Regions from separate parts of the Mus musculus genome. Here regions 2 and 3 are each linked to region 1. Evidence: chromatin contacts called from public targeted proximity ligation data. All regions are on one chromosome and are shown on one strand. The core of a region is the stretch at or near the end of the contact, and the rest is flanking DNA. Distances in the headings are between cores, read along the strand shown. Region 1 holds the start of Pcgf5 (polycomb group ring finger 5). Region 2 overlaps Gm32027 (a long non-coding RNA gene). Region 3 overlaps Gm32081 (a long non-coding RNA gene).

Region 1 (3,658 bases), core at 895-3,394:
GTCCCCACAAAGGATGGGACCCAATGGCATCTCTCAGTCTTACTCCAGCATCTCCATTTCCACGGCCACCGCAGGGGACTGCGTAGGGCTTTGGCATCAGCACTCCCTCTCTCCCTCCTTTGCTGGGGTATGTCCTCCCGGAGTCCGAGTCCAAGATCATTTCTGAAAATACTGGGCAGCTCACTTACCGATCACCAACTGCATTCCTCTCGGAGTTCTCAATGTTTGTACTCCTGGAAAAGACATTTAAAACACTTGCAGACACAAACTAGAACAATATTAGGCCATTGTGTGTGTGCTACAGTGTATATAACAGGATCTTCCATTTCACATTTTAATAGAACTTAGTGTGCAATCCATTGCCTATTTTATTTTATTCTGGTTTTTCGAGACAGGGTTTCTCTCTGTGTAGCCCCAGCTGTCCTGAAACTCACTCTGTAGACCAGGCTGGCCTCGAACTCAGAAATCCGCCTGCCTCTGCTTCCCAAGTGCTGGGATTAAAGGTGTGAGCCACCACTGCCTGGCCCCATTGCCTATTTTAAATATACTAGAAATAGGTTGGCTTTTCTCATTTGGATACATTCAGTATGAAAGACATGAAGCCTACAGTCACTTGACTTGTTTTCTTTTGCTTACTGTAATTACTGTGTCTTGCAGAAGTCATCCCAACCTTGAGTCGGAGTTTCAAAAAGGGGTCCTTAAGAGGATTATAATCACTTAAAGCTCTGTATTCTTCCTGCAGCGATATTCAAATGAATTTGTTTTACCTGCATCTAATTTACCTGTTTAGTTATAAAAATGGCTAGTTTTAAAGGCATCCTGTTCTGCCCCGTGCATTTTAAATTTGAGGTATATCTCTGGACACCTGTGCACGCCTGGATTGTTGTTTTGTTCTTGAAGTCACCTCCGCAATCTGTCACTAGCCAGAGGTTCTGCCTGTCTGGAGGAGATAAAGCGAATGCTCTGCATTCTCTCCGAATTCTTCAGCCACCTTTGCTCTGGCTCGTACAAAAGAGATGCTGGAACTGCAGCCCTGATTCTCTTTCTGGTGTGCAAGATTGAAGGTTACTTTGCAGCTTGCGCTTTGGAGAATTCTCCTTTGATATTTGGTTAGTAAGTGATGGCTACCTTGCTTTGCCTAGGATCCTAGGGATCCTAGATTATAGTCTTCTAAGAAGTGAAGTACTGGGTCTAAGTTATGCTCAGTAGGAATTTATGAGTTTGGGGAAAGCAGTAGGAGAGGAGTATAGGTCACCTTTCAAGGAATCCTCCTTTTCTGTTAATGAATGGTGTCTCCGAAGTCTCAAAGTCCACTAGAAAGAGCACTGGGGTTTTTGTTTGTTTTGAACCTTGCAAACAGCAATAAATTTTTACCACTTTACCTGTATTTGTCAGTGATTCTGATTGCTAGACCTATCATACTGCTACAAGTTCAATGGTGATTTCTAAATAAGGTTCATTGCAAGCCAGTGTCTTCATGTCCAGTACGGCCTCGTGGGTCCAGTGTGGAGAACAATGCCTCCTATGAAACTGTTCTTCGATGTCTTAAGTTATATTTATTTATATGAATGTTTGTGAGTTTGTCCTCTGACCTATAGAGGTCAGAGAACAGCTTGCAGGGGTCGTTCTGTCCATTCTCTCCTTCCGTTGAATGCTGAGGACTGAGCAAGTCTCCTCAGGCATGGCTTCAAGTGCCTTTACCGGCTGAGCCATCTCACCGCCCCAAGGAGAAAATTCAGTGAGGTGACTCAGTGCTCAACGCTGACCATTGCTTTTGAACCGGCCAGGCAAAGCGTACTGGTCATTGTTAAGACTGAAAACAACCCTGAGAGGGATGGCGAGGATAAGAACGGAGATAAAATTCGGCCACAGCTACGTGTCACACAGGAGCAACAAGGGTGGGGGGCAGGGCACTCAGGGTGTCCCAGGCGCCTAGGAGGAGCACGAGCCGGCGGGCGTGGGCTGGGGGCGTGGCCGGCGGGAAGGGGCGTGGCCCACGAGGAAAGGGCGTGGGGACGGGGCGTGGTCGGCGAGAGAGGCGTGGCCTGCGGGCAGGCGGGCGGCTCTGGCGGTTGGAGGTGGGTGGAGCTGCCCTTGGAGGCGGCACCGGCCTGGCCCCGAGGCCCGCCGCGCCCTATCGCGCCAGAGCCGAGTGGCCCCGCGGAGCCCGCGCGCTCCCGCCTGCTGGGGGAGGGCGGACAGGGCGCGGGGGACCAGACAGGCCGCGGCGGGCGCTGTTTCTCTTTCGCTTTCCCGGGCTCGGAGGCGGGCGCGCCGGCGGGCTGAAGAGCGGCGGCGGCCGCTGGGTAGGTACCGCGCGGGGGCGGCCCGGCCGCGCGCCAAGTTTGCGCCGGCGGCCGCGGCGCCCCAGACACCTGCCGCGCCGGGCGCTGGAGCCGGAGCCGCTCGGGGGCGGGGCGGGCGCGCGGGGTTTCGGGGCAGCGCTCGGGGGCGGCGCGGCCGGCCCGCGGAGACTCGTCCTGTCCCGTGGTCCCCGCGCGAGTAGCCCCGGCTCCTGAGCCGAGCACCTGCCCGGCGGTGAAGGGCTCGAACCTCCGGGACCCGCGCCGGCTGACGCGGAAAAGTTGCCGCCGGCCGGCCGCGCGACACCGCAAGCGCTCGCTTCCTTTCCGTGTCGGGGTGACAGGGCTCTGGGCTTGGGATTGGGACTGCGTTTCCCACCGGTTTGCCTCGAGCGAGCGCTCACGTAAGTCCTGGGAGCAAGGGAAAGTCGAGAGAGGAGCGGGGACCCAGGCGAGGATATTAATGCTTTGCTGAAGGTCACGAAGGCCAGAACCCCGACATTGCAATTAATTAAATTACACTTTCTGTCATATCCTTGACACTATTTTCCCAAGGAGTAGACGCTCCGAGCTTATACCCTGAACGTTCACAGTGAGGGTGTGCTGCTGGAATGATGCCTTCTAGACTTTTCCAGTTATTTTATACTCGCCTATGTGTTAACAGCCAAGGTAGTGGAAAAGTTTCTGCCTAATGAGTGAGATTCGTGTAGGATGAACCTACTGAAATCAGCATCTTCATTGTTTTCTAAGGTCATCTTTCTTGTAGGGAATTTGCAAAACTTTTTAAATAACCTAACAAGCTAGTGATTAGTAAAATTCTAAGAAGAATTAATGACATTTCTTCAGTTTTCACTGTTCACTATTTCATTTAATCATCGCCTTTCTAGGTCGCTGGAGCTCTTATTTTTATCTTACAAATAAAGCAATGAAATAAATAGCTACTTGAGACTAACTGTGGCTGGTATCTGTTAGAACTTTCTCACTAATAGAGGAAAAAAAGAATGAATTTTGGTAGAGTGCTTGCCTAACATGCACTGTGCCTGAGTTTGATCCCTGTCACAGTGCAAACTGGGAGTGGTGGGTCACACCTGTATTACCGGCATGCTAAAGGAGGAGGAGGCAGGAGGATCAGAAATTGAAGGTCATCCCCTCTAAACCAGGAGTTGTATGCCAACCTGGGCTATAAGAAACCCAGCCCAGAAAAATAAGAATGAATGAATGAATGAATGTTAAATCAGTGAAAAAAAGTAACTGGGGAGAAGTAAGCATTAGCAAATAGGGATTACAGTGAGGATAGTGTCAGAGAGGGACACAGGGACAAGGATGGTGCAGTGATGAAGAGGAAAGGCATGTTG
Region 2 (3,951 bases), core at 350-2,849, 170 kb before region 1:
TAGTAGGGTTATTTGGTTTTCTGGAGTCCATCTTCTTGAGTTCTTGAGATTTTCTTGATTAATGATTGATGTGGGAGAGCCCATTCCCCTGGAAGCAGTAGCCCTGTTCTTCATACTGGGTGCTATCCGTGGGCAATCTGTAGGGTTCTGACCTAGGCGAAGCTGCCAATGAGTTGCCGCTCTCCAAGGGCGACCGGAAGCCAGAGCAAGGTAGGCTGCAGGGTCTCTTCTGCTTGGCTACTCTTCCGCTGCCCAGGTGGAAGAGGTGGGCCAGCAGGACGCAGCGGGTGGCTAGGAGCCAAGGTCGGGACTACCGATTGGGAAGTGACTTAAGTAGACTCAAGCAGTTCTGGTCAGATAGTCCTGGGTGGTATGTGAAAGCAAGAAGAACAAGCCATGGAGAACAAACCAGGAAGCAGCTTTCTTCCATGGTTTCTGCCTTTGCCCCTTCCTGAGTTCCCACATTGATTTCATCCACTGTAACGAGAACATGTAAGCCAAGTGAATCCTTCCCTTCCCATGTCGTTTTTTTGGTCATGGTGTTTAGCATAGCAACAGAGAAGACTAAGTTGCCCTTTAATGTGGATTGGCCTCAACCCTGGACGGAGACCAATTTACTAAGACCTCATTATTTGCTTCACAGAACCAGGTTACCAGAAGGACAAGAAAAACAATTCTTACACTCACTTGCGTAAGCCATCATCTTATTATCTAATGAGAATCTATGGGCTCCGACCTTCATAAGAATATTGGCAACGAGGCTAACTAGGAACCGAAGCTATCCCATAGGTGAACTCCATAGAACTCAATGCAAGTGTTACAATTTATATGTCTTAGATGAAAATTATTAATGGGCCTTAAATCACTCTGCCTCAACTTCTATCCATCAAGTACCTTGCTCCTTCCTCAACTTCTGAAAAAATGCTGGACTGCGTATGTTACTCCAGTGAGAAAAGCAATGTTTATAAAATTTGACCCTCACTTCTGTGGGGTTTGTGGGTTGGGGATGTGACTCCTTTAAAGTCCCCATTGGGATAGTGAAGAAATGTTCATTTATATACAGAGGTGCTCATTTACATAAAGAAACACTCATTTGCTTAAAGAGAAGATGCGCATAATGAGATGGCCCCATACCTCAAGAACACACATATAGACATGACTAAGCACACATTGCATAATGCTTATTCTTAACAAAAGATACTCACAATAAAAAAATGAAACTGGAAATAGTGCATAGGTCAGCGAAGGAAGGTTTGACCTAGAAAGAAAACAGAATGCATGTGCTGGATAGCCAAGTCAAATTAGGGTATATTTCATGCAGCGCTGAGGATTGACATCAAAGCAACAACAACCTTAGGGCTACACAGAGAAACCCTGTCTCAAAAAAACAAACAAAAAACAAAAAACAACAACAAAAAAAAAACACAAATAAAACCAAACCAAAACAAAAAAACCAACAACCTTAGGATGAAAGCCAAAAGAAGTCAAGATGTCCTGAAGGGCCAGTAGCTTTGTCTTCCTTCCTACCTTAAAACAGTAAACACAAGATCTTCTAAGTGACACACATTGCCCTGAGACAGCCTCACGTCTTTAAGTCACCCTGACAACGGAGAACCACAAGGGAAGCGGAAGGGGTGTGCCCAACCTCTCTAACTGATAACCTTGCACTCCAAAGAATGCAGGTGTCTGTCTGGTTTACAGTAGCATTTATTTCAAAGTTATTAAAATTATATGAGGTGGAATAGGTGAATGCACAGCTACTGTATATCAGTTTACCTAAAAGATTTACTGTTCCATGGGCTAGAATATTGGCTTTTCCCCAGAGGAACAATTTCATGCCTCTGAACTAGTAATAAGGTCCCCAACTAGAAAGAAGTGCTCAGTGTGTTCTGAAACACTCATTTGTGTTGCTTGCGGTGTTTTGTTTTGTTTTGTTTTGTTTTGTTTTTTGATCAGTTTGACCCAAGCTTGAGTCATCTGGGCAAGGAGAACCTCAACTGAAGAAACACCTCCTCCATCAGAGTGGCCTGTGGACAGCATTTTGATTAATGACTGACGTGGGAGAGACCAGCCCACTGCGGGCAATGCCACTCCTGGGCAGAGGTTCTAAGTTGTATAACTAAGCAAGCCACGCCCATGAAGAGCAATGCAGTAAGCAGCATTCCTCTGACTTCTGCTTCCGTTCCTGCCTCCAGATGCCTGCCTGGGGCTCCTCCCCTGACCTCATCCAGTCACCGACTATTGCCTGAAGTGTTAGTTGAAAGAAACCCTTCCCTCCCTTGCTGTTTTTGGTCAGCATTTTAGCACTGCAATAGGAAGAAAACTAAGACTACATCATTGGCTGATTGTTGTTATTCTGTGAAAATCACAAAGCATACTGAACCCCCCCCCCCCCGCCCCTCCACCACTAAGGTCTTACAACACACACACAGAGGCCCTTGGCTCCCAGGGCATTATGGAATTTTAAAATGAGATTAAATCAAACAACAGAAAATGATACAATTAAACAACTTGGTAAGCATGGGATGTATAAGTTCTCTGCTGGTGTAATACCACATGCTATACGTGCTTTACAGTATACTTTAATTTTTTTATTTATTTATGAGGGCCGGGCATGTTTCAGGGCATGCATCTGGAGGTCAGAAAACAAACTTTCTAGATTTGGCTCTCTTCTTACAGCATGTGGTTTGCAGGGATCGAACTCAGGTCCTCGGGCTTGGCTGCAGATGCCTTTGCCCACTGAGTCATCTTACCGGCTCATAAACGTATTTTAGTAAGTAAGCATTCTAAAATAATAACACAATGTATATAATAAATATAGACCAGCAGTGTAGTCATTATTATGAAGTAGTGTGCACTGTACATGACTGTATACTAGACTGACTTCTCTATGACTGGCCACCAGCATTACCTGGACCTCAGCAGAAATGCAATGACAGTTATCAGAGCCCCATTGTAGTTTTGAGATCCTTAGGTCCATGAGGTCAGGTAGTAATTAATCTGCCTTGATTATTTCAGGGCAGCATCTCTACAAGTTAGTGCAGAACTCCCCAAAGCGCAGATGGTCAATACGTATTAATGGAATGTTCACTAAATGAATGGATATAGTTGAAATATTTTCACTTTGACTTTATGTATGTAAGCCTACCTCTCCTTCTGTTTTGCTGTGTCACAAGCTGTACCACAGTGTGGTCTTACTCACTGTGTGAGCAATGCAAAAGGAACCGTAAGCCCTGTTCACAATTCATTAATTCCAACACTTCTTGTTCACTCTCCCTTAAGATCTGACAGACCATCTGGTGGTGAATTGAGAGATCTTGACAGAATGTAAAAGGTCACAGAAGCCCTGAAATTGGCAAAATAGATTTCATTATTTAGAATAATAGAGGTGCACAATGCTCTGGCTGCTCCTAGAACCCGTGTGTCTACCAATGTTCTGACCGTTCCTTGTGTGCCCACTGCTGCACCTCACTGCCAGGTGTTTGTGATATTGGTTGCTGGGATAGAGTCAGAAAATCTCCCCAGCAACCACAGTCGGGGCCAATCCGGAGTTACTGCACCTTCATTAGACTCTTTCCTTGTTTCCCTCCCATACCCATTTCTTGAGAAATAAATCATTTTAGAATAGACATTGTTTAGATCTGGAAATCCCCTACTCCCTCCTCCTTCCCCCCTGAGGACCTATAAAAACTGGGAACCCTTTCCCCTCGGGGTCGACTCCTCTACCCCTGCATGGGATACGAGTCGTCCCCAGAGCTCTGGCTTTCTCCAAATAAAGCCTTGTGTGGTTTACATCAAGTTTGATCTCTCATGAGTTCTTGGGGGTCTACTATTATCCCAAGACTTGAGTGAAGGTCTCCCTTCGGAGGTCTTTCAGAATCTTTAAATCACAGTGGCTGCAAATATGCTAAGACCCAACATGAATCTGGTCCAACATCCAGCCAGTCTCTG
Region 3 (3,958 bases), core at 851-3,350, 200 kb before region 1:
CCTAGAAAATCCAGATCCCAAGCCCTGTCCTCTGGTGACAAAACCAGACAGTGTGTCCCAGGTAACTTCTCTGTCCGTGCCAATGTGAAAACTGTTGTTTAAAGGCTCCAGGGATGGGAAGACGGTGGATGCCTTGAGAGGTTCTCTAGAGATCAGACAGCTGAGAGGCCAATACCTGATGCATCGGTGCGGAATTTTCAAGGCTTTGGAGGAGAAACAGAAGGGACGAAGAAAGCTAGAAGCTACAGAACCTAAGTATGAGGCTGGTTACAAGAATGAAGCACAAATCATATCATTATAGTCACACTGGCAGCATCTGTGTGCTCAGTCTATTTTACACTGAAAGACTAGACCCAGAACAATAACAAATTATACTAAAGCCAAGGCCAGAAAATGTCCTGGATTCCTAAGTGAAGACTGGGCTGTTAGGGTTGGGGAAGAAAGAGAGGACCAGGCCTTTGTGCTTTACTTGGAAGCTGGGTTAAGAACTATGCACATTCTATAAACCCTTCTCATAGGGTCTTCCTTCCTTTTTATGCTAAGAAATCCCTCTATGGAATTGTTAGCACACCATACTATTGCAAAAATATACAAGGCAACCAAATTATAAGGAGAGAAGGTTAGTTTGGGGCATGGCTTTAGAGATTTTAATGGATGCTCAATAGACTTTGGGCCCTCTGGTAAGGCAAGACGCCATGGTGGGAGCACGGGCCAGAAGAATTTGCTTCCCTCGTTGTGGCTGAGGAGCAAAGAGAAAGAATGACAAGGCCGGTACCCTAGATCCCCTCTAAGGGTACAATCCCACTGACCGAACATCCTCCCAACAGGCCCTCCTCTTAAAGATTCCACAGTCTCCCAAATAAAGTCAAGGGCTGAAAACAAAGACTTCAGTGTGCGACCATTAGAGGGTGTTCCAGATACAAACTACAGCAAGAGACGTAGCTTTGACTGGAAATTCTTCACCTCTTTCATGACTCTGGATCTCACCTGCCAGACGTCTACACGGATAAAGATGTGTGGGATCCCCTATAGGGGCCATCCCTCCTGTCCTTTCCCGGCTGTGTCATCTTCCTCTTGACTTCACCACAAGAAGCCCTAGATGATCCCCCGCCCCACACACATCTCCAGCCTGACCAGCTCTTATCTACTCGCCCCTCTACCCCACAATATGTCCTCCTTCCTCACTCCAGTTCCACTTTTGCATCCACTCCAGCCAGCGTTTACCTTTCTCTCCTCTACCAAACAGACCACGTGGAAGATGGTCCACTCTATGGTAGACCTCACATGTTAGCTTAGTGAGTGTCAAGGTAAGATTCACGAGTGTGAACGTTGGTAAGAGTTCATCTAAAAATCACAGCTCCCATTGCCAGGTCCCCAGCTACCCTCTCTCCATGTTCACAGCCTTTATTCCCCACATCTTAGAGGGAACTTCCAGATTGACTGCCTCTAAGTAAAAGCAAGATACAGCTTTCATGAATGTGTTAGTCAGGTTGTCATTGCTGTGACGAAATACTCGAGCTAATGGATGTATGGGGAAGGAAGGTTTGATGTGGTTGTCAGCTCTAACACAAGTTGTGTGGTCACCAGAAGGGAGGGAGTATGTTTGACCGACATCATATAGCACCCCGTTTAAAAAAAAAAAAAACCACAACGTAGAAGAAACTGCTCAACAGAATGAGTCGGAAACTTCATCATTTCTTTCTAAACACTAAGAGTATGGAGTGGGGGTGAAATTCAATCCTACATGCTGTGCTCCGGCACATGCTCATTTTGAGCCACCAAACCCCACAAGCCCAGCCTGGAGATGGAAACTGGACTCCAAGCCATAGCGAGTCTCCCTGCTTTCTTTGGGAGTGAGCCAGAAAGAGATAAAGGAAGTGTTGTCCCGGGGCAGCAGTAAACAGGCAAGGGACCAGAGGGCTTTTAATAAAACAGACCTTTATTGGGGCTAAAAATGACCCTAGGCTGACCCCACCCTAAATCCTGACAACGTCCAACTACAGGAATTTAAAGGAACAGAAGGCAGGCATTGCATCCCTGCGCACTGAGCAGGAAGCAGCCAGAACCTACAAGCAAGGAATGCATACACACATCTCCAGCACTGCAGCCCAAACAGTTTTCAGCCCAGACGCTGATGCACTTCTGCCTCAAATTTCTATCCTGTGACTCACAGGGAAGGCCCGAAGACAATAAAATATCCCAAAGACCTAAAATAGGTCCTCCTCCCCTCTGCCACCAGGGTGAGCTTCCCCAGGCATTTCTTCCTTTATTAGCCAGGCATGAATGGTAACATTGCCTGGGCTGAAGAACACATCTTTGTCACTGGTAAATATTAAAAAAAAAAAAAAATGAAAAAAGAAAGAAAGAAAAAGAGCCACATTCATAGAAAAGCACACCAGCCGTTCATTGATTAGCATCCAGTGCCACAGCCCTTCGCTGGAATTACAAACACTTTCAATGACACCGGATGGAAAGGCATTGTAGGAAAAAATATTTCTTAGACAGGATTGTCATTAAAGTGTGCCAAAAATAGAACTGTTTTTATTTAAGCATCCTCACTCCTCCAGCTTCTCCCTTCCCAGCAGCCCTGGCAGACAGCAAGGCTGTGCACAGGGAAATCACCAGAAATAGAGAAACTGGCTCCATTCATTTAAATTTGAGACACGTCAAAAGCAGACCTGTGAATAAGGTCTAGATGATGTGTCCTTCCTCTGCCAGCACAAGTGACAACGAGGCAGGGGGACACAACTGGACTGAAAATTCACTATTTAATAATCTCTAGGAGAAATGTAATTTTTTTCAATTTTAATTGGCCCCACTACCAGTCTGGTAGATCAGTTTCTCAATCTCTTATACCTCATGAGGAAGGAGAATTGGTCTCTTTGTGTCCAGCTTGGAGCTCCCATTTCATGGGGAAAGGACTGACTTGCGGAATTTGAAAATTCACCATCTTGAAGGCCAGGCTCCTTAGGTTTTGAAGTACAGAGGAGTATCTAGTTGGATGGTTGGTTGAGTTTTGGTTTTTGTTTTTTGGGGTTTTTTTGGGGGGGGTGGGAAGGGGAGGGTTGAGCTTTTTATCTGAAAATTTAAACAGTAAAGATTGTTATGACCCAACCTATGAAGCAACACATTCATATATGTTATTAAAAATTGAAATTTTGGGGAGCTGCCTCAGCCAATAAAGTGCTTACCACACATGCATGAGGACATGAATCCACATCTCCACCCCTCACATAAAAGCCAGGCCAGCTACATGTGCTTGCGTTTCCAGCATGGGAGAAGAGGAGGCAGGAGGAGCCCCAGGGCTTGCTGCACAGCCAGACTAGCACAAATTGTAGCTTCATATTCAGCAAAAGACCTTGTCTCAAAAAATGTAGGACAGAGCGTTTGGGGAAGAAATTCAACAATGACCTCTTGCCTACACATACATGCATACGTGCACACATATGGACCCGAATTGTATGTTTGACAGTCACAAAAACAGTGTTATCTAAATACACAGTTCCACTAGCCAGCGACATTAGTGGAGTATGTTCTGTGTGTAAAGACAAGTCATGGTTACTGCACTTTTAGTCTGTGTGCTTGCCACCCCAAGTCCTTAGCATTCTCTCTTTGGACTCTAACTCGCTATTGGATACCATATGATACCATCATTGTCCCATCTGTGTGTTTCACACGTCTGTCTTTCTTTCTCTCTTCACTCTCTTTCTTTCTTTCTTTCTTTCTTTCTTTCTTTCTTTCTTCCTTCCTTCCTTCCTTCCTTCCTTCCTTTCTTTCTTTCTTTCTTTCTTTCTTTTTGTTTGTTTTTTTGTTTTTGTTTTTGTTTTTGTTTTTGTTTTTGTTTTTGTTTTTGTTTTTCGAGACAGGGTTTCTCTGTGTAGTCCTGGCTATCCTGGAACTCACTCTGTAGACCAGGCTGGCTTCGAACTCAGAAATCCGCCTGCCTCTGCCTCCTCCC

The links.
Region 2: a targeted proximity ligation map of trophoblast stem cells shows a contact between it and region 1, with 10 read pairs. A contact is called at or near these places in 3 of 484 Hi-C or Micro-C datasets (embryonic stem cells, reprogramming fibroblasts and trophoblast stem cells), 7 of 130 datasets of targeted methods (the NIH/3T3 cell line, bone marrow-derived macrophages, embryonic fibroblasts and 3 more) and 1 of 9 other capture datasets (embryonic stem cells).
Region 3: a targeted proximity ligation map of pancreatic cancer cells shows a contact between it and region 1. A contact is called at or near these places in 4 of 130 datasets of targeted methods (cardiomyocytes, extraembryonic endoderm stem cells, pancreatic cancer cells and 1 more) and 3 of 9 other capture datasets (adipose tissue, embryonic stem cells and liver).

What each region holds. Positions count from the first base shown.
Region 1 is chr19:36,407,604-36,411,261 of GRCm38.p6, forward strand. Pcgf5 (polycomb group ring finger 5) reads left to right here and starts at 2,145. Exons shown (of 10, transcript NM_001368691.1): 1 at 2,145-2,306.
Region 2 is chr19:36,240,987-36,244,937 of GRCm38.p6, forward strand. The region is part of intron 1 of Gm32027 (a long non-coding RNA gene); the gene reads right to left. Gm46664 (a long non-coding RNA gene) reads left to right here. Exons shown (of 2, transcript XR_001782714.1): 2 at 1,957-2,337. It overlaps LOC115489009 (a long non-coding RNA gene), which reads right to left. Exons shown (of 3, transcript XR_003952857.1): 2 at 1,206-1,258; 3 at 40-477. Among named protein-coding and RNA genes, the nearest start is that of Gm46664, 7.0 kb to the left of the region's middle.
Region 3 is chr19:36,206,026-36,209,983 of GRCm38.p6, forward strand. All of the region lies in intron 1 of Gm32081 (a long non-coding RNA gene), which reads left to right. Among named protein-coding and RNA genes, the nearest start is that of Gm32081, 23 kb to the left of the region's middle.